Linked DNA regions of Mus musculus: region 1 is linked to region 2. The links are chromatin contacts, called in public Hi-C maps. All regions are on one chromosome and are shown on one strand. Each heading gives the region's core, a stretch centred on a gene start, on an enhancer-like site or on the middle of the called end of the contact. The rest is flanking DNA. Distances are from core to core; before and after follow the strand shown.

Region 1 (6,537 bases), core at 1,849-4,348, 150 kb before region 2:
AGAAATGTCTGCCAGTTCCTGAAGGATATGATCCTTAAGTGAAATTACAGCACAAATAAAAGCTTTTTGCTCCTATTAAAATTCATCTGAGTCATAAATGACAAGGGAAAAGCAGGCTGCTGTCAGTCTGACGACACCCTGGGCAGAGGGACTACGCATCACCCATGAATTGTACTTCCAAGGCCCTCATTAAATCCTTGGGAACCAAGGGGGGACATAATTGGGCCAAATTGCACAGTTTTAGTATCTGTGCTCTATCTCCCTTGGAACAGAAAGTCCGGCAGCACTAGAGGCTCGTGTGTACCGGGCAGTAAGTCCAGCAGCACTAGAGGTACGTGTGCATCAGGCGGGTTTCATTTCTAGCAGCATCACTAGGGTGTCACTACTACGTGACCAGCTGGCATTCTGCCCCAGGGATTAGTTTTCACTGTAGCATTCAGATCTATTTTCCCCCTGGTTTTCTTTAACTTCAAAATATGAATTTAGGAAAAGTATATACTGAGAATACAATTTAACAGCTTTTCACCACAGCAAATAGGCTTAAGAACCAATACTTCAGCTATCTCACAACTAAGCCTCAATGTGAACAAAGCTAAGGCTGTCTTCAGACCATTTCTCCTGAGAGGCCCAGATCCTGACAAAAAACTGGGTCCCTTACTATTTTTATAACTTTCATATCTTCTAAATTCCTTTCTCTGTAGGGCCCCTGCTTTGCTTGGAAAGAGATGTAAAAGAGTCCAAAACTCAGTGCTTCAGACACAGCCTTTGTTATTGATGAGATGTTCCTTTCCCTTTTGTATTTGTTTATTGTTCTTAAATCTGTTTAGGAATAAATGACTTATTGTAATCACAAGTGAAAAATAACAAGGAGTGGATGCCTCAGGAGAGGTCTTGTTGAACATGGCTGACTCAGAAGTGACCTTTCTGATTAGGAAAAGAAGAGAGAGAAGCTACACTTCTTAAGGATACCTTTGATGTTGTCCTGATTATCACAGGCCATCTTAAAACAGCCTCTTGTCGGCCCTGCAGTTTGTATGTAGAGTCAAAAGTCTGAACCGGCCTCGTTGGTGCCGCACATGGGCCCATCCAAGAAGACATCCTAGTTACAACCATAGATGTTTCCTAGTGCCTGCTCTCCAAAAAGGGGGCCACTGCAGTCTGCACTAGGACTTACAGAGCTTAGCATCTGAACTGGGACTCATTGTTTTCTCTAGATTCTTGGGGAGAGGTGCAGTTAGCTAGCTGAGGATTCAGGAAAGGGTCTTTCTAGCAATAGCAGAGCTCAAGTCTACTTCTATGATGGGCACTTAAGTGTTTTCAGATACTGTAACTACGTAAGTTCAGGGGTGTGTCTGTGTTCATGCAAAGCACAGTGTTGATGTTTAAAAGGCTGGCTGCTAACAGAGAGAAGTATAATCATGAAGGAGGACAGTTTTTCATTCCGTGTGGGTCCAGAAGAACCAGGGTATGGTGGTGAAAAGGTCCATAAAGGTCAGCTCTGGACTCAGTAGTAAAACCACTTCCCTCTACTGGTTTTAGGAAGCTGTCTCCAAACCACTGTCATGGGAATGGAAAGTTTAAAAAAAAAAAAAAAAAAAAAAACACCTCACCAGGTAAATTAGAAAACAGGCTCTCTCTGGGAGCAGTTTAGATGGCTTCTTAACCCAAATGTGATAATCATAGAAGGTATTTGACCCAATTATGTAAAATCGCCCCCCAAGCCAAGACTCCAAACAAATCCATTTTATGCTGTCTATAATGTAAAAACATATCTAGTGAGAAAATGTCATCCAAACATTTAAAGAAAAGAAAGAAGAATCAACAGCAAACATGGGAGATACAATGAGAACACTGCACACAGCGGGCAGTTAGGAGGAGGGCCGTGGGACCAGCATAGGACCCACTGTGGCTTTGGGAGAGAGTGCAGGGTAGAACAGGAGAGGTTTCCAGAGTGATATGCTCTGCTGACTGCTACATCCTGCAAGCGGGCTGCCCACCTGTGGGAGAACATGCCTCAATCTATTGATTATATGCACGATTCTCAGTCAGCAGCTTTGGACAGAGAAGCACTCCATCCATGTATGATCAGCTCCAACCTGATGGGCTCTGTTATTTGTCTAGTACTCGAGGCAGGCCCCCTGATGGAGATTGAAGTCTGTGAATGCCTTTCCAAAGCCTCTACATATACAGGTGATTTTTCAAGCCATATACACAGAGTTTCCATGATTCAAGGGTGTGGCCTTTGAATATGAAGTCCAGTCTGCTTTACACAGCCTTCAGCTGCAGTTTCAGAGCCTGTGAGATTTCTCTTGGAGAAGGGCTGAGCTCCAATTTCCCTTCTAACTCATTCGTCCAGGTCCAATTATGAGCTCCATAATTGATTTGATTTTTTTATGTCAGCTGTTGCCCATTAGAGCAACATTAGTCAACATTAGAGTCATAGGTCAACAATCCAGCTTTTCTCTGAGTTATCTGGAAAACTCAAAGTTATCAAGCATTGGCCAAAAACTATATCCACCCCCTTCCTATTCCCAAATGTACTGGCAGATACATTTTTCAAAGGCTGTCTTCCTATTCAAAGTTCCTCACCTCCTCCCACCTCACTCACCCTCACCCCTTCAGTCTCTACTTGTAAGCCTCATCTTCATTCACCTGACGTGAGATCCCCTAAAGCCCTAAGTCAGTCAGGGGAAAATCAGCACGAAGGTTTTGGAAATGATAAAAATGAGGCGTGTCTTCAAAATGCCAGCTCAGCAGAAAGGCAGGAGAACTATAAGCTATAACGTAAGCCACACCATGGACTTGGAAGCCATCAGTGTGTTCCTTGTCCCAGTTCTTTGTAGAAAAAGCACATGTTTACACGAGGGAAAACAACAGTCTGAGCCACGGACTGCACCTGTTTCTCTCCTTGAACCCAGAGCCTATTAGCTAATCTTTTGAAAGAGAAATCTCCAGAAAACATACTGAAAACACACAGACCAGGAGCTGGTAGCTTCTTCATCAAGGTTCAGTCAGCAACCAAGGTGGAAGGAGGAGGCTGCAGCTAAAGCAACAGGCCAATACCCAGCCAGCCCAGTCTCAGCCCAGGCTTCCTGCAGCTGCAGTGGTGGCTCAGCCTGTTAGCATAGTTCTGTGACAACTCCATCAGTGCAGTCTCAAGGTAGCTGTCAATCAGGATGCATCATTTAATCCAACAGCACTCGAAGGACTTTCTCCTCCAACCCACATGACAGCATAGCTACAGCTCTATTTATATCAGCGCCCAGTTGTGTTTACAATGCTGCAGTAATTAGAGAAGATGCAACAGGCAGCAATATTCCTGAGATTTCCATTTTGCAGCATTACCCTATAAAGTGTGATCCTGCTTCACAGAGTCATGCTAAATGACAAAAGGCTATTTTCTTCAATCTCCCAGCCCCGACAGCACTTCATTTGCAGCTATCTATAATTAGATTAATGGTGTAGTGCAGTACAAAGCGGACCCACTTCACATCAGATAGCTTATGAATTAGGACAAACACTTATTTCAATTCCAGGCAGAGAAAGCAATGACTGGGGTGTTTAGCATACCCTTTATGGTGGAATGAGATGTTAATTGTGTACCATTACCTCTAAACTGCTTGCTTGTTGTATAAATCACTGTGCTAATTGATGCAGAGATAGAAATGTAGCCACAGGCAAGAAAGCAAAGGAATGAGAGCTGAAGATGGAGGATAAGGGATTATCGAGGAAAACCATATGGAGACAAGGTTCCTTTGAAACCTCTGTTTTCTGCCTATGAACAGGAATCCTTCAAGTACAGCAATAGACAAGAAAAAAAAAATAACTTTACTTCTTACAAACACAATTTTCTTTTAAAAGTTCTGCCTGTCAAATATCGAGTATGTTGAATGAATCTGAAAATGCATTTATAAATCCCAGAATGTGTGGGCCAGCCAGGACATCTGGACTATAACTCATGGTTAAGGAGAGTCCCTTCTGAGTTACTTGATGCATGTGCTTCTGACCCACCCACAAGGCAAAACTCAAGTTTTCTGAGGGCCTGAAATTCTTCTCCATATTAGGAGGAAAAAAAAAAAAAAACTAGACTGGTTTAGATCTGTCAGGCTAATTACACAGAGAGAATGAATCAAACAGAACATGATCATCTGCCACTGATACAATAACTAGAACCACTGATACAGTAACTAGCCACTGATACAGTAACTAGAGCCACTGAAACAGTAACTAGCCACTGATAGAGTAACTAGAGCCACTGATAGAGTAACTAGAGCCACTAATAGAGTAACTAGCCACTGATACAGTAACTAGAGCCACTGATACAGTAACTAGAGCCACTGAAACAGTAACTAGAGCCACTGATACAGTAACTAGAGCCACTGAAACAGTAACTAGCCACTGAAACAGTAACTAGAGCCACTGAAACAGTAACTAGCCACTGATACAGTAACTAGAGCCACAGAACCCTAAAATCTGGTCATCACAGTTATAAGGAAGGGACTTCAAAGGTGCTATTTTTTTCTAGCTGTTCTAAAACTAGCAAAACAAATAAATAAGAGCACATACTGATCTAATAGCACCAGTCTTTTGTCTTCAAATGTTCTTCCTTGTTTATATACCCTACTCTCACTAACAGCTCTTTCTAGGGTCTAGAGAGCACAAACACAGAAACCAAATGCTGAACAAGAGTCGAGCCACGAGTGAGCCACAACTAAACATGCCCTTGGGAAGTTCATAAATCAAGCATGTGCCCTGTGTGTGTTTTCACTTTTTTAAGGTGCAAATTACTGCTGTGCACTTTTTTTACAATTCAGATGCTTAGTAATTAGCACTGTTATAACACTATTTTACACAGAGAGCAAATGTAGATCAGTTAGTTAGTGGTCCAATGTCCCTTTTTCACAGTAACAGTTGGCATCTCTCACAAAAGCTCAATTCAGAAACACTGTATAAAGTGCATTCTCCTGAAATGCAAATGTTGTCTTAACTTGTAAGACAATCAAGCGATGTCCTAAGGAACTGGGGCAGCTGACTTAAGTTATCACAACTGAAACCTGAAGGGAGTAGCCAGAGCTACATTAGCCTGTTACCATAAAGTAGACCTATATATCTGTCTAGGACTAACAACGCCTGCATTGTAAGGTTAGGGTCAATAGTTTAATGTTTGACACATTGTGATAATTAACAAAAGCCTACAAGGAACCATCAATGTCCTGTTCAACAGAATAAAACATTATCAGAATAGGGCAGAATGGAGATATAGCACAGTAGTACAGCACTTGTCTCTCTGGCATCCATAGGGCCCTGAGTTTGATTTCAAAATCCATGGGAGAGAAAAACTAGCAAAGGATTGGGAAACGAGTAGGGCAAAATGGCATAGGCCTGTAAACAATGCTCGGGTGGCAGGTGCAAGGGACTGTACATTCTAGGCAAACCTGGGCTAACCTGAGCGGAGTCTTAAACAAACAAAACTACAGTGCCCTACTTCCTACATCACAGCTGAGGCTCAGTGCCAGGTCCCAGAGGCAGTGCTCAGGGCCTGCCCATGTGTCTCATCCATTTAAATGCCAGAGTTACCTTAGAGCCGAATGCTTCAGGGTCAGTGATACTGATGTAACAGAAAAAAGATTCAGTCCCTGACTCAGCATTTGTTCCTCTCGTTGAAAAATGCAGTTAACACCACCAGAAAGCCACTCAGTATCTGACCGTTCTGTGACATGAGCTGACCCCAACACTGCGCTGTCACATAGCACATGGCTTCCCACTGGCAGTCACCAGTCAGGCAACAGTCAAGTGGTCAAGTGGAATCCAAACTCCAGGTTCGTTTTGATTTGGTTTTCTGGTTATTTTATTTTACTTATTTTATTTTAATTTATTTTTGTTGCTGGAGATTAAATTCAGGGCATTGTGTACATTATGTACATGCTTTATCACTGAACTACAAATCCAGGCCTAAACTTCAGCCTTTGGTTATACCCATAAATGTGCCATAAGAAATCATAAGGGCAGAGAACAATAACCTTATCTTTTTTGGAGAAAAAAAATACAAAAATAGAGGCAGGGAGAACATTTCTAACAAAACAAAAGAAAACAAAAAACAAAATACACAGAACTCATTTTTCAAAAATCTTCCTAAAAGGGTATGGCTTCCTTAGGGAAATGAACTGTCTTCAAGGTAACATGACCAACTTGGGCTAGTAAGATGGTTCAGAGGCTGAAAAGTCTTGTCATCAGGACTGACGACCTGAGTTCAGTCTCTGAGACCTACACAGTAGGAGGAGAGAAGCAACCTCCTCAGGCTGTCATCTGACACAGGTCAGGGTGCATGTGAATACACACATGTATGCATACGTGTACACACACACAGAGACAACATACATAATGAAAAAATAATATCTCTGGCAGAATGAGTCGAGTGATAGCTTCAAAGTATCTCTGATTTGAGGTAAAAAGGCAGTTCCCTCTGGAGAGACCTATTTAGAGATGTCCATCCACAATATAAAACTCAAGTCTTTTTCTCTTTTGTTTTTGTAATCA
Region 2 (6,256 bases), core at 1,448-3,947:
GCTAAACAAGAAGGGAGGCCCAAGTGAGGATGCTTGAATCTCACTCAGAAGAGGAAATAAAATAGTCATAAGAGGCGGATGAACGGAGGGAACTGGAAGGGTGGGGGAAGGGATGGGGGTCCAGGATCAGGACGGGGGAAGGACAGGAAAGATGACTAGATTTTGTCAATGAAAATTAATGGAAATCTGCAACTGACAGGGGTGAGAAGGTGGGAGGCATTTCCAGGATGAGACAGAAACCTAGGATAAGAGAGGCATTCAAGAATCAATGGGGGTGACCTTAGCTCTAACTCACTACATTGGTGATATGGAACCTGGCTACACCTCTTGTAGCCAGGCAGGAACCCCAGTGGAGCAATAGAGACACCAACCCTCCCACAAAATTTCAACCCAAAATTTATCCTGACTACAAGAAATGGAGGCATGGGGGATGGAGCAGAGACAGAGGGAATGACCATTCAATTACAGGCCCAACTTGAGACCCATCCTATGGGCAAGCACCAATTCCTGACACTATTAATGATACTCTGTTATGCGTGCAGACAGGAGCAAGTTGTCCTTTAAGAGGCTCCACACAGCAGCTGACTTAGACAGATACAGACACAGTCAAACAGTGGATGGAACTTGGGGACTCTTATGGAAAAATAGGAAGAAGGGTCGTGGGCTCGAGGATAAGAATTCCACAGGAATGCCAACAGAGTCAACTAACCTGGACCCTTGATGCTCTCAGAACATACAAGGGCTGAACCTAGGCCTCCCTGCAAATATGTAGCAGATGTGCAGCTTAGTCTTCCTGTTGGTCCTAAATAACTGGAACAGGGTGAGGGGAGACTATCCTCAAAACTGCTGCTTGTCTGTGTGATATATTCTTCTAGCTGGGCTGCCTTGTCTGGCTTCAACAGGAGAGGAAGTGCTCAGCACTGCAGAGACTTAAAGTACCAGGGTGAGTGAATACCGGGGCGTGGGGAGGCACCCACTCAGAGGAGAAGGGGAATGTTGGATGGAGAAAGGATTGTGAGAGGGATGACTGGAAGGATGGCAGTGAGTAGGATGTAAAGTGAATAAGTTTAAAAATTAATTAAATTTTAAAAAAGTAAAAAGAAAGAAATTTAGATTATTTAGACTCCTTCTCTCTAGAAAACAATCTAGACATCTCTCTTCTACTTTGACATTTGGATAACCATCTATCATATTTGACATTAGTGTTACTAAAAGAAGGGATGACTCTGTTCTTGTCATAAATTCTTGCATCTTATCATATGGGCACTATCTGTGACTTTTAGAATGACTTAGTAACTACTTCTGAAGACAAAAGGCTATCAGCATGAAAAGAAGAATGTACATAAAGGAGTAGAGCTCTGTGAAGTGGTGGTCATAGCACTGGTCACTCGGGCCAGTGTTTTCTAGACCCACAGAACAAGAAAGCAAAGCAGAATTTGTATAGAGAAGCAATTGAAGGCAAAAAATAAACATTAAAATATACCTCTAAGATATATATACACTTCAGAGTTCTTTTAAAAAACAATAACACAAAAAGCTTAATTCACTTTGTCCTATTACCAAGAAAATATTAACAACTATAAAATAGGATCTAAGTATAAACATGAACAACTACTACATCAGTATCATTTAAAACAACCAGAGTCTCAAACAACATGACTCATTAGTCTCTCATTATTGTCCCTAGAGTTTTATTTATAGTTCTTGTATTTTCTAAATTTTACAGAATTTATTTCTAGGACAGATTACACTGAAATCCTTGCTTGGGGTGAAGATGAAAAAGGTAAAAGAAACATCAACCTAGCCAAGTTGCTTCAAAAGGTCAGACTTGGGCACACACTGTTCCGTCTGCATATTCCGTGGCACCTCAGGGAGAGGCAATAAGGAAGTGAGCTGACAAGCAGATAATAACGAACACAACCCCCAAATCGAGCTCCTGGAGCAAGCTTTCATCTCACTCTGGTACAACTCATTGCTCCACCTGTCATTAAACACCTAAATCATTATGTTCTTTTATGCATAAATACAGGAAGAAGCAAGCAGAAAAATTAAGCAATATCTTCAGAAACCCTATTTCCCATTTGTACTAATTCCATCCTCTTTTCAATACTGCATTTCTCTCCTTGGCAAATCTCTCTAAACCAATTTTAAATTCCTTGTTGGAACAAGGCCAAACATAAATATACAAATACTGCTCCTTTTCCTACTGAAAATGACTTTGCACAGATCGGCTAACTTGGATTTTTAACAATCATCTTTGTATTATGCAAATTAATCTTTTGACATTTTCTTATACATGCACTGATGGTGTTGATTTAGTTTCAATTCAAAAATCAGGGATTTCATTACCCTATAAAACATATCCAGAGTTCAAAGTATTTAATGGGGGTTAAACAAAATGCAAACATTTAATGCAACATTAAGCATGTGAAATAAAAACTTGATTGCCTAAAGAAAGCATGCTATGCTGTTACCCTGGTGACAGGTTAAAAAAGGGATTGTGAGATGAATAGCTGTATGATATGAAATTAAAATGTTTCACATTGAACAATCCGAAATGAATTGGGAAAGGTTAGAGTAGAGAAGAGAGAAATCAATTCTCCAATGGCAATGGTGAATGGGAGAGGAGAATGAATAGGATTTGCCAGTGGGGTGCACCAGCTGCCAAGTATCCTGCAGCCACAGAATTACAATAATACTGATGCAATGTGCGTGAGCGTCTGCCATCAGGGCAGGGGAGACAGAGGTCCTCCCACAATAGCAGGCTGTTCTGACATCTAGCCCTTGCAGAACAACCAAACTGAAGAAAAAATATTTTAAAATGTTATATTCAGCAAATATTACAGATGTGTCACCTTACACATTTATGATTTCATTCTTGGGATCTCTGTGATTCTAACTCGGACAAGACAGGGTCATAGTAAATAACTGAAAACAGCAACAGTAATAGTAAAAAGCCAAAAGGAGTGTGGCTGAATTCATGTTTTTCTCTCCTCGTCTCCTCTTGATGCTTTCAGTGCGTTGGTTGCTCAAATGGAAGTGTGTATTTCCAAAGATGTTGCATGGCCACGAGTGTTCGCAAATATGCAAAGTATGCAGTCAGCCATCAACACATCACTTCATTATTGTAAAAACATGACCTAATTGAGAATGTAAATGAATCAAGTATGATATAAAAGTTGTTTTATTTCATAGGTGGTGTAAGTGTGACATATCTTTTTAAATCCAGGAAACTAACCCTCCTCTAATGCAAACTACATGATAATATTGGCTATTTCTCAGAAATGATTTTCGCAAGGCTAGTTTTTCCTGTGTTCCTTTCCCCAATTAGCATTCAATGGTTAAAATCCTATTTGAAACATGAAACTCACCCTCCAGATGGAAACTTAAGAACAACTACAAATCACATCCGAGACCGGGAAAGGCCACTGCCTTTCAATAGCAGGAAAAACCTCAGATAATTGCATCTGTCAGGTAGAAATCATTAGGACATTGATTCTCCATTTTATCAGGAAGCCAGATGAGAAAAGAATGTACAACACAGATGTCAACACAACACACAGAGGTAATTCAAGAGAATGTAATTTCCCCTTAGAGGACTGTGCTTGCAAAGGTTAAACTGGTTGGGGCAGGCTGTGTGGCTAGTCAGATGCCTGAGATGTCCCTCTAAGCCAGAGCACAGGGTAAGGTCACACACTGAGCCACATTGTAGGCTGAGCTGTTTTCATCAATATTACTACAGCTCATGAGAACATTCTGGCTCTGAGACTTTAACAACTGAACTCGTAGTTATGGGAATGAAGTAAACTCTGTGACCTTGTTCAATTCAAACAAGCTCATTGCAGAAGAAGCTGGAGAACCTGAAAGAAGCCAATTCTGCTGTTACTCAGACAGTAAAATGAAGGCAAAGGTTGAAGCAGTTTGGCAAAGCAGTTTGTATCACTTGTTTGTACCTTACCATGAAGCTGGAGCCAAACTCCTGGCACCTCACTAGGCCCTGGTCCCACCTGCTGCACCATGCCAACCGTTCACAGTTCAGCACTGGGTGAAGGGGCCAAAACAACCAAAGCAACTCACAATTTCCAACCCTGAAAAATCTCACGTAGGACAGGCCATAAGTCAGAGGCCATCTTTTCCGTGCCGAAGAGATGTGGGGGTGTACCCTCACGTTCTGTAAGGCGTCTTCATGCAAATTACCTCTCTATTATTTCCATTAGAACAAGATTTTCAACCATATGTTAATTTTTATAGTGCTAATGCACGGTTTTTCAAAACTACAATTTTGAAGAACATTAATATGCCAAAACATTGACAATATAATGGTATATTTTTAAAGCTGTCCTTTTAAGTGGAATGCTCACTTTTCCATAAAATCAAAGTAAGGCACAAGACTTTATATATCTATGTAGAAGGCCAATCTAAATCTTCTGCCTCCACCTCCTAACGTACTGTAAGTCTGCTCCTGGCATGTGGGCTCAGCCATGCCTCGCTCTCTACACTCTTCTACTGCTCCTCTCAAAGTCTGTTATCATATCCTCCCCATCTAAAAGAGGTGGGTGCTAGAGAGCTCCCAGGCCCACACCCTGGCTACTACTGTCTCTTTTACTGGTCTCCCAGCTTCCATTTTTAACCAGGTTACAAACTGTTTCTAAACCTGAAGTCAAAAAGTCTTGTTGGTACTTACACCGCAGCAAGCTCCTGGCTGAAAATTTACAATGGCTCTAGACTCCCCACAGGGTACAACCCTCAGTCTTAACTCAAGAATCAGGGCTCTTCCCTGTCCCACTCAGAGGGAGGAAGGATGGGAAGGGGAAGAAGAAAACACATGTCTTAATTTCTATTGCTGCAATGAAACACCATGGCCAAAAAGCAAGTTGGGAAGAGAAGAGTTTATTTGGCAGACACCTCCACATCACAACTCATCACTGGAGAAAGCTGGGACAAGAACTAGAACAGAGCAGGGACCTAGAGGCAGGAGCTGATACAGAGGCCATGGAAAAGTGTTCTTTACTGGCTTGTACCCATGGCTTACCCAGCCTACTTCCTTATAAAACCCAGGACCACCAGCCCAGGGATGGCACCACCCACAAAGACCCGAGCCCTTCCCCATCGATCACTAATTAAATTTGCCCTACTGCAGGAACTTATAAAGGCATTTTCTCAACCGTGGTTCCCTCCTTTCAGATAACTCTACTTTGTGTTAACCTGACATAAAATTATCCAGCACAATAAGGGAGGGAGGGAGGGAGGGAGGGAGGGAGGGAGGGAGGGAAGACAGGAAGGCAGGCAAGTAGTAATAAATCAGTCAGACTTGTGAAAACAAGGAGCAGAGTGGCAGCTCTGGGCCTACAGACTTTCAGTTCTGCAAGACAAAGAAGCTCTAGGGCTACTACATAAATGGTTGCTATAGTTGACACTACAAACCTAAACACTTGGAAATGGCTACAGTGATAAATGCCACTGTTTGTTTAACACAAAATATAAATGCCATTAATTCTTTCTCTCTTTCTCACCTCTCTCCTTCACCCTCCCACCCCAAAGAGGGTCTCACTATGTAGTTCTAGCCAGCTCATTACTCACTATCTAGTCTACAGTGTGCTCAAACTCAGCAATCCTTCTACCCCAGCCTCCCAAGCGTTGGGATTAAAAGTGCAAGCTACTATGCCTGAACTCACTAGTTCTCTTTATCAACAACAATTATTAAATGGGTCCCAAGTGAGTTAAAGAGTTGAACATTACTAATTTTTCTAATTGCTCCTTATAAGAGATTGTGATTGTCTCTTCTGGTGAGCTGTTAAGAGGGGTTGTCTTAGGGTTTCTATTGCTGTGATGAAACACCATGACTAAATGGAGCTTGGGGAGGAGAGGGTTTATCTCACCTTTTGCCTTTACCAGTGGTCCTCAATCTGTGGGTCACTACCCCTTTGGGGTCAAATGACCTTTTCACAGGGGTTATCTAAGACCATCAGAAAAGATATTTACATTACAATTCATAACAGTAGCAAAATTACAGTTATGAAGTAAGTAGAAATGAAAATAATTTTAGGGTTGGGGATCACCACAACGTGAGGAGCTGTATTAAAGTGTCGCAGCATGAGGAAGGTTGAGAACCAGCTTATAGTCTGTCTATCATCAAGGAAGCTAAGGCAGGAACTTGAGGCAGGGACCACGAGGCAGGAATTGAAGCAGAGGACATGGAAAAGTACCACTTACAGGTTTGCTGCCTATGGCTTGCTGAGCCTATTTTCTTATGCCA

Evidence for each region. A called contact is a pair of places that touch in the nucleus more often than the background predicts.
Region 1: a contact with region 2 is called in a Hi-C map of forebrain, with 3 times the contacts expected there. The contact joins two enhancer-like sites. A contact is called at or near these places in 7 of 484 Hi-C or Micro-C datasets (3T3-L1-derived adipocytes, Sertoli cells, cerebellar granule neurons and 3 more), 3 of 115 datasets of contacts at active chromatin or transcription factors (VIP interneurons, cardiomyocytes and liver) and 4 of 9 other capture datasets (adipose tissue, embryonic stem cells, liver and 1 more).

Annotation. Positions count from the first base shown.
Region 1 is chr14:122,869,027-122,875,563 of GRCm38.p6, reverse strand. The region is part of intron 21 of Pcca (propionyl-Coenzyme A carboxylase, alpha polypeptide); the gene reads right to left. Among named protein-coding and RNA genes, the nearest start is that of Gm46488, 39 kb to the left of the region's middle. Within about 2 kb of position 3,098, at least 11 of the 459 cell types and tissues checked have an H3K27ac peak or open chromatin away from gene starts, as enhancers often do. A contact at or near this core is called in forebrain, where this site is marked.
Region 2 is chr14:122,717,577-122,723,832 of GRCm38.p6, reverse strand. The region is part of intron 18 of Pcca (propionyl-Coenzyme A carboxylase, alpha polypeptide); the gene reads right to left. Among named protein-coding and RNA genes, the nearest start is that of Gm46489, 28 kb to the left of the region's middle. Within about 2 kb of position 2,697, at least 25 of the 459 cell types and tissues checked have an H3K27ac peak or open chromatin away from gene starts, as enhancers often do. A contact at or near this core is called in forebrain, where this site is marked.